2 separate regions of the Mus musculus genome follow, and region 1 is linked to region 2. A link is a contact called in public HiChIP or PLAC-seq data. All regions are on one chromosome and are shown on one strand. The core of a region is the stretch at or near the end of the contact, and the rest is flanking DNA. Distances in the headings are between cores, read along the strand shown.

The links. HiChIP or PLAC-seq counts read pairs in DNA pulled down with a chosen protein or histone mark.
Region 1: a CTCF HiChIP or PLAC-seq map of CD8 T cells shows a contact between it and region 2, with 6 read pairs. The contact joins two enhancer-like sites. A contact is called at or near these places in 2 of 15 datasets of contacts at CTCF or cohesin (CD8 T cells and the NIH/3T3 cell line), 7 of 484 Hi-C or Micro-C datasets (Th17 cells, bone marrow-derived macrophages, cerebellar granule neurons and 3 more) and 5 of 115 datasets of contacts at active chromatin or transcription factors (the 230-238 cell line, CD8 T cells, acute myeloid leukemia and 2 more).

What each region holds. Positions count from the first base shown.
Region 1 is chr13:30,864,020-30,870,432 of GRCm38.p6, reverse strand. It overlaps Exoc2 (exocyst complex component 2), which reads left to right. Exons shown (of 28, transcript NM_025588.2): 21 at 2,395-2,461; 22 at 5,486-5,602. Among named protein-coding and RNA genes, the nearest start is that of Hus1b, 81 kb to the left of the region's middle. Within about 2 kb of position 4,747, at least 23 of the 459 cell types and tissues checked have an H3K27ac peak or open chromatin away from gene starts, as enhancers often do. A contact at or near this core is called in CD8 T cells, where this site is marked.
Region 2 is chr13:30,578,957-30,585,371 of GRCm38.p6, reverse strand. No RefSeq gene overlaps it. Among named protein-coding and RNA genes, the nearest start is that of Gm35109, 33 kb to the left of the region's middle. Within about 2 kb of position 1,936, at least 27 of the 459 cell types and tissues checked have an H3K27ac peak or open chromatin away from gene starts, as enhancers often do. A contact at or near this core is called in CD8 T cells, where this site is marked.

The DNA of each region.
Region 1 (6,413 bases), core at 3,498-5,997, 280 kb before region 2:
ATTTGTGTGTGTGTGTGTGTGTGTGTGTGTGTGTGTGTGTGTGTGTGTGTGTGCATGTGTGCATGTGCGTGTGCGCGTGCGTGAGTGTGTGAGAGCCTGTAGGCACTTTGGGAACAGAAGTAGATGATGGAGGCTCTTCTCAGCTATACCTCTGCCACATTGAGGCAGGGTCAGTCTTTCACTTGAGCCTAGAGCTCACTGACTAAGCTTGTCGAGCCAGCCCATTTCCACCAGTCATGTGCTTAACAGTCCAGGTAAGGTATTATACTTACCTGGTATTCACATGGGTGCTAGAGATTGGACTCTGCTCCTTATAACTGCGCACAAACACTGAACCCACGTGTCTTAGTCAGGGTTTCTATTCCTGCACAAACATCATGACCAAGAAGCAAGTAGGGGAGGAAAGGGTTTATTCGGCTTACACTTCCATACTGATGTTCATCACCAAAGGAAGTCAGGACTGGAACTCAAGCAGGTCAGAAAGCAGGAGCTGATGCAGAAGCCATGGAGGGATGTTCTTTACTGGCTTGCTTCCCCTGGCTTGCTCAGCCTACTCTCTTATAGAACCCAAGACTACCAGCCCAGAGATGGTTCCACCCACAAGGGGCCTTTCCCCCTTGATCACTAATTGAGAAAATGCCTTACAGTTGGATCTCACAGAGGCATCTCCTCAACTGAAGCTCCTTTCTCTGTGATAACTCCAGATGTGTCAAGTTGACACAAAACTAGCCAGTATACCATGCTTATCTCCCCAATTCCACATTTTTAATGCTTATAGGTCTTTTTTTTTTTCTTTTTGTCTTTATTTTTTATTTACATTGTAGTCATTGTCCCCCACTCATTCCCCCCTTCCACAGTTCCTCATCATATTCCTTCTCCCCACTTGCATCTGAGAGAGTACTCCCCCTTCTACAGGCCTTCCCCTTCCCTGGGGCCTCAAGTCTCTCGAAGATTAAGCACATCTTCTCCCACTGAGGCCTGACCAGGCAGACCTCTGCTATATTTGTGCCAGGGGCCTTGACCTAGCCCCTCTATGCTCCTGATTGGTAGCTCAGTCTCTGGGAGCTCCCAGCAGTCCAGGTTAGTTGATACTGCTGGTCTTCCTATGGGATTGCCCTCCTATTCAGATTCTTCAATCCTTCCCCAAATTCAACCATAGGGGTCCCCGACTTCAGACCATTGACTGGGTGTAAGTATCTGCTTCTGTCTCTGGCAGCTGCTGGTAGGACCTCTCAGAGGACAGCCATGCCAGGCTCCTGTCTGTAAGCACATCATAGCATCAGTAATAGTGTCAGGCCTTGGTGCCCTCACATGAGATGAATCCCAAGTCTCTTCTCCATTTTTGTCTCTACAGTTCTTTTAGACAGGAACACTTCTGAGTCAGAAATTTTGACTGTGGGTTAGTAGCCCTGTCCCTCCACTTGAGGTCCTGTCTAACTATTGGAGGTGGATTCTTCGAATTCCCTCTCCTCAATGTTGGGTATTTTGGCTAAGGTCATCCCCATTGGGTCCTTAGAGCCTCTCATCTCCTGAGTCTCTGGCATTTTCTAGAGGGTCCCCCCATCCCCTACCACACCCCACACCCCTACCTGACCTTGTTCCCCTTTCCCAGGTCTTCTTTGACTTGACTTTTTTTTTATGAGACTTATTATCCCAATCAATCTTTTCTTGTTACTTTGCTAAAATTCCTGTTTCATACACATTCTAAGGCGTATTGCAGGCATTTCTGAACTTTCTCTTCTGCCATATTTATTCAAATATACTTTATTTCAGTTAGTGCTATTTTAATTACCATTTGTTTATATTTCAACTCTTTCTAGATCGGTATCTTTTTATTTTATTTCTATTTTTTTCTATTTTAGCATATTATTTGCTATTTCATCATGTTAGACTTACATACGAATTCAAGTCAATCAAGTTAACGAAAAATTCTGTTAAGGTGTTACTTATGATTCTGTTAAATTGGTAATTAATTAATGGGTTAGCTAGTCTGTTCTCCCCTTAGATCTTATTATGTTTTTGATTGCTTTTGAGTTATAAACTAATTTCTTAGCTCACCTTTAAGTAGGTTTCAAATCTGAAAGTGGGTTTCAAATCTTCCCCTGGGAATTCTGATAGGCAAAAACATTTTAATTATATGAGTATTATTTGGTTTTTTGGCATTTAGTAGTTTATTTTTAAACATAATGCAGTCAGTTGAGTATTGAGAATGCCCCCAAATAAGTTTTATATGGCTCAGAATAAAAGATAGTCCTTAGTGCTTTTTTATGATAATAATAATTAAGTACAAAGAAAATCTACAGAGTTATACAGCCATTTTCATCAAAACATTTGGAGTTATTGGTTTTGTGTGAGTTTTAATTATGACTGTTGTTTTGCCTCTTCTGCCTTTAGTCTTTCTGTTGATGTTTCTTCTCCTGATTTGTTTGGAAGCATCCATGAAGACTTCAGTTTGACTTCAGTAAGTAAAATGGCAAGCACAGAGAATGAAGTGTATCATGCTAAAGGGAGTGGCTGTGGTAGTCAGCTTAAGTCACTTGAGCCAGAAACATCATCCCATGTTAAGATGGCCACTGTGGTGACTGCAGTATACATTTTGGGGTTACGTAAACAGACGCAATACAGCACCTGCATCTTGAGTGTTAAAAGTGCCTCGGCTGTTTCCTGCTGCTGCAGAGTTGCCTGGATGGACAGGTGGGGAAGCAGAAGGCATGACATTTCCTTCCTGGCATTTGCCCTTCCAGCCTTCTTTTTTCCTCCCAGTCCCCTCTTTTATTTGAACATAGGTTATATGACAAAGCCAAAACCAAATCCCTGTAAGCAATCTGATAGAGGCATTTTCTCAATTGAGGTTCCTTTTCCCAGATAACTCTAGCTTATAGGAAACAAAAACAAAACAAAACAAAACACAGTAAGAACAAGTGTCAAGAGCTAAGGGAAGCCATGAAGTGGATTGAAATAGCTGTTCCATGTGAATCTAGGAAGAAAGTGGGGTAGAGGAGATGGACCTGAAGGAAGGAGCCTTTGAAACTCAGACTGTACCAGCCACCTGTCCCAACTATGCTTTTGTTTTCTTGGTCTCTCAGAAGGAGCCTTATTAATGCACAGTGACCGTTCTGATCTTTGTTCCCTTCCCAGCTCCCAGCAAACGCTGTGTAACCCATCAGCCATGTCCTAGCTGATTTGTGTGCACCCTGACTTGGAGGGCTACTCCAAGCCTCCCATCTTTCTCTAGTTAGAGAGGAGAGCAAGGTGGTTCCATGTCCATCTCCCAAGAGGTGCGGAGGTGCACCAGGTTGTCAGCGGTCTCCCAGGGTTTTCACTTTCACTCCTCACAACAGCTTACCTGTCCATCACTTCCCAAGTTATGTTCCTTTGTTTCCAAAATCTGTGCCTGTGTTCTTCCCTAGTGGAGGGATCTCATCAGATCTGACTTGTGTTCTGAGAGGACCCAGATCCTCTCAGGGTTGTATTATTCAGAAGGAAATGGATAACATTGAAAAAGATCTAGATTTTGAGTCAGAAGACTTTATTCACAGTCTCAAGGGTTCATTGCTGGTGCTGACTAGGAGTACAGAGAAGTACTACATAAGACTCATTCCTTCATATACAGAGACTATTATGGTCAAATGTACATCTCTATACCAGGTACAAACAAACTTCAGATTAACCATCTAAGTTTAAGAATTAGATTCTTGTTATTCTGTTTTCTTCCCACTTTCATGTAATGTTCAATATAACATACACAAACAAAATGTACTTGCTGAGAGTTAGTCTTTAGATTACTGAAGTAGTTCTCACTTTGAAGAGGGTCCAGAAGTCTTGTAATGGAGAAACCAAGTCAGCACAGTGGGGGAACAGGGCAGGATAGACTTGCACACTCAATCAACTAGAATGGAAGTCTTAATCCTAAATGAAAGACTGGTAAAGGACAGGCTTGAAGCCACTTGAGACATTGAGGGGGTTCTGTGTGTTTGGAGTAGCTGCTGCAAAGTCATTTACTTCCTGCACTATGAGAAGAATGTGTTAGGATAAAACAGAAGGTAGCAGAAGGGAAGATGGCCTCACATGCCCAGCTAGCTTAGTTTCTCTGCCATTCTGCCATATATTCACTTTAGAAAAATAATGTCATTTACAGTATGACTTCCTCTGGCCTTTTTTATATTCCATTTCCTATCTAAAAGTTATTTCAGGGCCCCTAGCAGCAGCCTTCTGTTTTTCTGGGCTATTTAATGGTGTTGTAGGCTTTATATATGCCTGTTGATGACCAAAAAGCCAGGCGTACATATGTACATATATATATAATTGGTTTTTTGAGACAAGGTTTCTCTGTATAGCCCTGGCTGTCCTGGAATTCACTTTGTAGACCAGGCTGGCCTCGAACTCAGAAATCCACCTGCCTCTGCCTCCCAAGTGCTGGGATTAAAGGCATGCACCACCACGCCTGGCTTTTTGTGCTGAAAATAATGACAGGCACTTGTAATGAAGAAGTGGGGAGATATATAATTACCAGAAGATGGATTTGCTTGCTTATTGACTTTAGAGACTTTAGTTCATCCTTTAGTCCCCACACCTCAAAGAGCAAGAACCTCTGTTTTTCTGCATTTTCTCCCCTGGAGTACTTAACTGTAAGTTACTCTGATTCTGCACAGAAAGAGTAACCAAGTGTGGGTGAGAACTGTTCCTGGAAAGTGGTTTTGCCTTAGTTTTAGTCAAGGATCTCCACTGAGGGCCCTGGATGAGTCACCATTCCAGAGAATGCCTCCCACTTATAGGAGCTCAGGCCCAGGCTGCCCTGAAGTGAACCACAGCAGCAGCAGAGCAGGGGCCATTCCTAGAATTTTATTTACAGATAGAGTTCTTCTGAACTGTAAAAATCCACTGTATTCATTAGACTACAATTATAGTCTAACAATTTTGTAAGGAATTGTTTAGGTGGACAGAGCCTTGAAGACTGTAACAGCAGGAGGCATTCTTCCCCTCTCCCTGTCTTTTGGGGAGGCTGGCATGGACATGGGATGGGACTGGGCCCCAGGACACTGGGCCAAGGAAGGAACAAGGAGCCCTTCAGATAGATAGTATGGCATTAAAATGTTCTCTCAAGTTGTGGATGATTCATAAACCATTTTCTAATAGTTCCTACACTTTATGTAGTTATTCATAATATCAACTTGTTTGGCCTTTGTGTACATAAAATGTTAAATGGAACATTTGACTCTTCCTTTGGAGGATATTGGAAGTAGGACACAGAGCCTTGAGCATTCCAGAAAAGGTTTCACTGTTGAGTTTCTACCCCAAATCCCTGTTTAAATCCTCAGTGTTATGCTTCTCTGTGTGTTAATTTTAGGACACAGCCAAGAAAACCAAGGCATAGGATATTGATGTTAAAGGGCAGAAGCCTATCACTGTACTTAATACAAGATCAGGATTATCTCTTAAATTCACCAGTACTGTCTAAGTTTGTTATGGTCTGTTTGAATTACAGGAGCAGAGGCTTTTGATAGTCCTGAGTAATTGCTGCTATTTAGAACGTCACACCTTCCTAAACATAGCAGAACATTTTGAAAAACACAACTTCCAGGGAATAGAGAAAATAACACAGGTAAGTGCTTTGTAGTTAGTAGGCAAGTCCAGCGCTTTGCCACATTATCGTCTCAGCACCTCTTGCCTCCCTGTACCCCAGTTCCCCAGGCCCCATGCTCACTCTTCACCCTACCCATCTGAGAATGATTTCCTTCCTCACTTTAAATTGTTAATGTAACACTGCTTTACTCAGGAGCAAAACTGTCTGATGGTTGAACTGGTTAACTTAACCCTGTTCTAAAAGTCTGTTCAAAGGTCAGGCAAGACAATCAGGAGAAAAAAGTCAAACCTAAATCTAAGAATCTTCCCCATTGACTCCTGACGGAAGAAACCTTGAGGCACTGCTGAGAGCAACCCTGATCCTAACTGCAAGGGATCACTTCCTGCTGATCCAACCTCTGCCTCCTGTCTTCTCTTCCCGACTGCAGCCCTCCCTTAGCCTGTCTGCTTAAGCACACCCTGTTCTCCTGAGGCTGGCCCTTCCTTCCTTCCTTCCTTCCTTCCTTCCTTCCTTCCTTCCTTCCTTCCTTCCTTCCTTCCTTCCTTCCTTCCTTCCTGACTTCACTACAACTTTTGCTTGCTTCGCGCTCCACCTGCTGGATGTAGGCAAAAATGTGCATGTGCATGCAGATCAGTGGAACCAGTTTTGTGCTTTAGAATGTTTGCTGTCTTGTTTATAGTTTTTCAAATAAGCAGAAAGGGAGAGAGAGGAAAAAAAAAGAAGTTCCTTGTTGCTAAAGGTTGGCTAGTTCCTGAGCAAAGTTTATCAGATTTCTGGGTAAAACTGAGCCACTGTCTAATGCCAGCATACTTTTCTCAGTGAAGAAAAG
Region 2 (6,415 bases), core at 687-3,186:
GGCCTCTGGGCTCAAGTAATCTTCTGGTCTTGGCCTCCTGAATTGTATAGGTTCCCTGTGCTTAGCTTAGTACAGTCACCACTGTGCTTAGCTTAGAGCACTGACTCTCAACCTGTGTGTAAGACACCTTTGGGGATCGAACAACCCTTTCACACAGGGTTATGTATCAGAAATTCTGTATACCGGATATTTATATTATGACTTGTAATAGTAGAAAAAGTACATTTATGAAGTGCTAATGAAATATATATGATTGGGGTCACTACCATGTGATGAACTGTATTAAAGGATTGAAGCATTAGGAAGATTAAGAATTACCAGTGTCTACAGCCATACCACCCTGAACTCACCTGATCTCGGAAGCTAAGCAGGGTCAGGCCTGGTTAGTACTTGGATGGGAGAACTGCCAGCTTGGAGGAATCAGTTTGGAGCAAATGCTGAGATTATCTCATTTTAGTATGTGCTAAATTCACCACAGGAATTATTTGGTGATTTGGGGATGAAACCTAGGAACTTTCTAAGCACATGTTATGCCACTGAGCCATAATTCAAGCCAAAAAAAATATATTCCCAGTACCCACAGAGTAGCTTACAACCATCTGTAACTCCATTTCCAGGGGATGTGACACCCTCTTCTGGCCTCTGTAGGTACCAGGGAGCACACATGGTACACAGATATGCATATAGGCTAAAATCCACATAATTAAGCAATAATTTTTTAAATTATAATATTCAAAATAAAAAGAAGGAAGGAAGTTAGTGGAGCTGATGGGGGAGGGGAGGGTGGAGTTTGCACAGGATGGTGGCATAGACCCAGAGATGGGTAGGAGGAAAGAGAAAGGACACATATAAGGTACCCTCTCATTGATCCTGGGGCAAAGCAGGGAGCACTCATGCCCTAAACTCTATGGGAAAACATCTCAAATTTCAGGTAAAGGTTTTGGGCTATGGGATTCACACAAAATGACATGTGTAGACCCGGAGGGAGAAGAGTGACACCAGGGAGTCTATTATGGAAGTCACAGTGCCTGGGAGAGCCTCGCCTTCTGGGAGATCCACAGATACCTGAGAGAAATCAGACCTCCCCAGGAGTGAAGAATAAAAGACAAGACAATTAATTCAGTTTCATGGGATTTCAGCCAGAGCTTGGCTCTTCCTATACATTAAGAAAGAAATGCTTTGCTATGTGCAATTACTACCCAAAGTCCTGAGACATAGATCTATTCCCTTCCCCCACCAACAGAAGTCAGTTAAAAACAGGGGCTCTCAGGGAGTAACTGATACTTTCATAATTTATGGCTTGGTTTCCTGGTATGTACTTATGTACTATCCTCCTCTCTCTCTCTCTCTCTCTCTCTCTCTCTCTCTCTCTCTCTCTCTCTCTCTCTCTCACTATTATCAACTTGGTGATTTCCTCTCCACAGAGAGAGGCACCCTTGTGGGTTTTTCCTGTGATCTCCTAAGTTTCTCCCTAGTGGTCCAGGACTTCACCAATGGAAAAGTCACAGACACACCCTTGCCCCCATTAGGCCTGAGCACTCACATCTCTAGATTCCTTCCTTCTTACATCTGGAACATCACTGACCTTTCTGCTGAAGCGTGGTCCCTGTCCTCAACACAGGCCCAAACCTGAAGTAGTCTGAGAAGTAGCTGCTGATTCAGGGTTCAAACTGGGACACACAGAACAGAGCTAGAGCTAGTCAAGGCTCTATTCTCAAAATGCAAAGGAAAACACCACTCTTCAGTCCAGGACAAGGACGGAATTAATGGCTGGCAGAAAAGAAGGAGTTTTCTGAGCATCTCCATAGAGCCTGCTGATATGGACCTGTGAAGTGCCTTCCACAGCTGCAACAGAGCGAAGGCTCCCCAGAGAAGAGAAGCCTTTATGTGGAGGCTCCGGTCATTCTTCAGAACACAGCTCTTCCCTTTTCTTCCTTCTGGGGGAACTCCTAGCCCACACCCTGGCTACTTTGAAATAGAACAGGTAACCAGAGCCTGCACAAGCTTGGGGGACACTGGGGAAGTGGGAAGGACAGTCCCTCTGCACAGGAGACACTCAGTGAGTGACAATCAGCAGTTTCCCACTGTCCAGATGGTGACATTTAACTAGCCAAAGACTGGTACAAAGTCCCAGGCACATGAATCCCTGTTGGAACTTGGCTTTCCCTTGAAGGCGTCACTTACTTTTCTGATGACCAATTTAGCAACTGTCTGTCACTCTTTTGGCATGCTTGTACTTTTAAGGAATGTTGGGTGCCAGAGATGAAGACTCAAACAGGTAAAGAAACGTCCTTGCCTGGCCCCCATCCCCAGTACAGAGGATCAAATCCATGGCCTCTTATATTTGGGTAACCCATCTACCATCGAGCACCTCCCCAACCCTTTGACCCTTCATTATGAAAGAAGAAGAATAAAGAGGTAGTTTTTTTTACATAAAGGGAAACACGTCTGAGACTGGAAGGGATCTAGTGAGCTGATACCCTCCTACTTCTGCCTCCTGCATGATAGGATCATAGCCATGGCCACCACCCTCAGAGTTACCTTCACTAGTGCCTATAAAACAGGAAGCATGCTATGCAGCTCCCTCTGGGGGTGCCCTGAGGAACACAGTATGACCATGAAAAGCACCCAGGAGCTGTAAACCAGGCATGAAGCAAGTTCATCTTCCCAGGATGGGTGCTCCACCCACAGGGCCTGTCTGCAACATGGCTTGAAAATGCAACTCCAGCTTCCCTTTTCTGGAAACTGTCTCCCACTCTGTGGCTTCTCCTGCCCACTACATGCACTATGTGGCTAGATAGTTTTTTGTCTGCTGCCGTGTCCACCAAGCAAGCATCGGTTCATTACACTCCCTTGCGAGATCAATAAGTTCATCTTCCGCTGTAGTGATACAGTACTGTCATTTATGGGTGGCTGAGGGCTGCTTGCCCGAAGCTCCTTTTTCACTTCATGATAAATTATTCCAGATGCTTTTTTTAACCTGAGAGCTTCCGGGGCACCTCAAGAAGTAAAATGCAGAGCTCTGTTTCTGTTGCTTCAAACACAGGCAGTTGAAAACATGGGCTTATTGAGAAGACCCAGTTAGCTCCTCCTCCCCCTGAGTGGCAAGCACAGTGCTTTGTTCTGTGTTCCGCCCCAGAACAGTGGCTGGCAGCACTCAGTAAGTACTGTTTACCAGGGTTTTGTGTGGATGCTGGGAATTGAACCCAGAACCTCATACATGCTAGGAGAGTGCATTATCAGTGAGCTTCACCTCACCTCCCATTGTCAGAACCAAGAAGACTCAGGAAGGCTCTGTTTGCCTCAGAGGTGTTCGTAAGAACTCAGAGGACCAGATAGGACACTCTCTGAAGGCAAGGGAAGATGGTTTTGACGGTTTGGACCTAATTGGTAAGGGTCTGGCTCCAGGGAAAAGCTGATCCAAATGACCACGGAAAGGAAAAAAAAAATCCCTCTTGTCTTTTTAAAGTGTTATTTATTTTATGTAGTTAGGTGTGTTTTTTTTCCCTACCCCTTTGTTTGTGAATAATGTTCATGCAGTGCTCTTGAAAGCCAGAATGGGGTATCAGATCCCCTGGAATTAGGTTAAGGACAGTTCTAAAGCATCTAAAGTGCTGGGAATTGAACCTGGGTCCTTTGAAAGAACATCTAAATGATCTTAATCGCTGAGCCATTTCTCCAGACTACCCTCATTTCTCAAAGGCTCATCTCTGAATAGTAGAAAATGCCCTGAAATACTCACAGGGTCATTTCTCATAGGGAGATCACACATTTTGTTCCCCTTAAAGACCTTTTTTCCCCTAAAGTTACATTCATTACATGCTTAACAAAATGGCTAAGTTGAAAACTCAGAAAATATGAAAAGGGAGTAAGTTAGTGAACAACTGGAATGCATGGTTACTACTCTGTGGGATGTAATAGTAGGGCAGTTTTTGGGAACTGATACTGTCTATTGCTTAGAAGAAATGTGTATATAAGTAACAGCTAATGTTTACGAACCACCTGGATGTAAAACAGTAAAATAAAAGAGGTAGCTATGCTTTATTCAAATAACAGAATACCATATAACAATGAGATTTTATATATAAAATCATATGTAACCATATTAACAAAACTCAAGACAATGAATAGGGGCTGGAGAGATGGCTCAGTGTTTAAAAGCACTTGCTCTTGCAGAGAAACCAGGTTTGACTCCCAGCAAGCACACAGTGGCTCACAACCATCTGTAACTCCAGTTCTAGGGGACCTAATACTCTCACCTGACCTCTGTGATCTCTATCTAGGCACAGACATGCCACACAGACTTACATGCAGGCAAAACTGTCATATACATAAAATAAGCAAATCTCTAAAAATCTCAAAAAAAAAACCAAAAACCATGGAGGAAAGAAGATAGTCGTTAAACATTTTCCTTGAGATTCAATTTACATAAAGGTCAAATATAGACCGAACAAATCTATTTTGGTAAACAGGAGAAGGTTGTCTGTACCCACGGGCCTGGGAGAGGGCATGACTTTAGGATCGATGATACTTGTGTTGTCTCCATCTGATACAAGGACGGGTTCATCTTATAAAACTTCTGCTTTGAAGATGGCCTAGTCGGCCATCATTGGGAAAAAAAGGCCCCTTGGTCTTTCAAACTTTATATGCCCCAGTACAGGGGAATGCCAGGACCAAGAAGTGGGAGTGGGGTGGGTAGGGGATCAAGGGGTGGGTATAGGAGACTTTTGCGATAGCATTTGAGATGTAAATGAAGAAAATATCTAATAAAAAAAATAAAAAACAATAAAACTGCTTTGTGCTGACCTCTAAACTGTGACCTCTAAACAGGTGTCATTGAATACCAACAGGTTATTTCATCTACAGAAAATGCTTTTCCTAGTTTTTAAGGAGGGAGCTTGTCTTACACAGTAATGACTAGCCACTTTATAGTGGCTTCTATGCAGCAGCAACAGCAAGTCCTGGCCAAAGCAGGTGCTGTGATTGTCATCCCTTCAGTGCAGGGATGAACACTTCCCGGCATCCTAAGTCTCACAGGTCTCACAGAACCTGGATGACCAGCCTTGTCTGGTATTCAATGACACCTGTCTAGAGGTCACAGTTTAGAAGTCAGCACAAAGCAGAAGTTTTATTGTTTTCTAAATTTTTATTAGATATTTTCTTCATTTACATTTCAAATGCTATCCCAAAAGTCTCCTATACCCACCCCCTGCTCCCCTACCTTGTCTGTGGCTTTAATCAGTATAGAGCCAAGCCTTTGGGACCCATTTGGAAGCAGGCTCAGGTCCACCCTCCCTCCTCAGGCACCTGTATCCATGTAGCAAGCCCATCAGGCTGTTCTTAGCTCAGCTTACAGTACCACTAGCTGGACCTCTCTGTTCCCTAGCATGCAGAACTCTGACCATAAGGAGTATCACAAATAAAAGGACACCAGAGAATCTTTGAGAGAGGACTGTCTTTGTTTAAGGTTGGATCACGTGCTGTTTGGATGGGACAGGTGAAGCTAGAAAATGAGTTGCTTGCCCTTTCAGAGATCAGAGAAGTAGAGAACAGGCACAAAGATCTACGGATGGAAAGTGTAGAGTTACTTCACAAGGAACCAAAGTTTGGAGTGAGAATTTTCCAGGCTGAGGCTATTGAGTGACTTCTAAAAATAAGACTGAAAATACCTGTTATGTACTTTGTCCTAATAACCTGTACTGACTCCTACACACATCACTGCCTTGGGGCTTAGAGAGTCCAGGAAGATGGGCCAGGAGCCACTGGCAGGAACACTGTGAGAGCTGGGTGTAAGGGATACAGGAGAAAAACCAGACACCCGAGGCAGAGACCACATCTCAATGTGTGAGTTCCCAAACAGTCCCTGGGGGAGTGAAGGTTTCCCCTAGTATGCAAGATAAGGAATGAGGGAAATTTTGCCTGAGTTTTGAAAGGCAGAGTGGCCTAATCTGATATTTGAGCCACTGTATCAAGCAAATTCCTCATACCAGGAATGTAAATTCCGAAGAAGTTGTAGGACTTCCCTTTTACAGTTAAAAACACTCTTCTGCTTCCACACCCTGGCATGCTTTGGAGGAGGGAATGCTTATAGACAGCTTTTCTTTTTATTCTGTTCCTCGGGGAACTATGCTGCTTGGTGAAGCCATGTCACACAGTACGCAGGAAGTGACAGGCTTTTGGACAAAGATGGGATGTCTGAGCAAGTGCCAAATGCTCGATGGAGAGATAGGGGTTGCTCTCCCAGGTTCCAAGGTTACCACTGTTTCATGAAGAGCTTGTTGAAATCAGGACACTTTTTAAATACACCATTGGAAACATCAGTAAGATGTTGCCTTAAAGTTGTGAAATCTCTGCTGTGGGCCACAGATGTTATCTGACGACATTCTTAGCTTTGGGTTGGTGGAAGCTAGGAGTT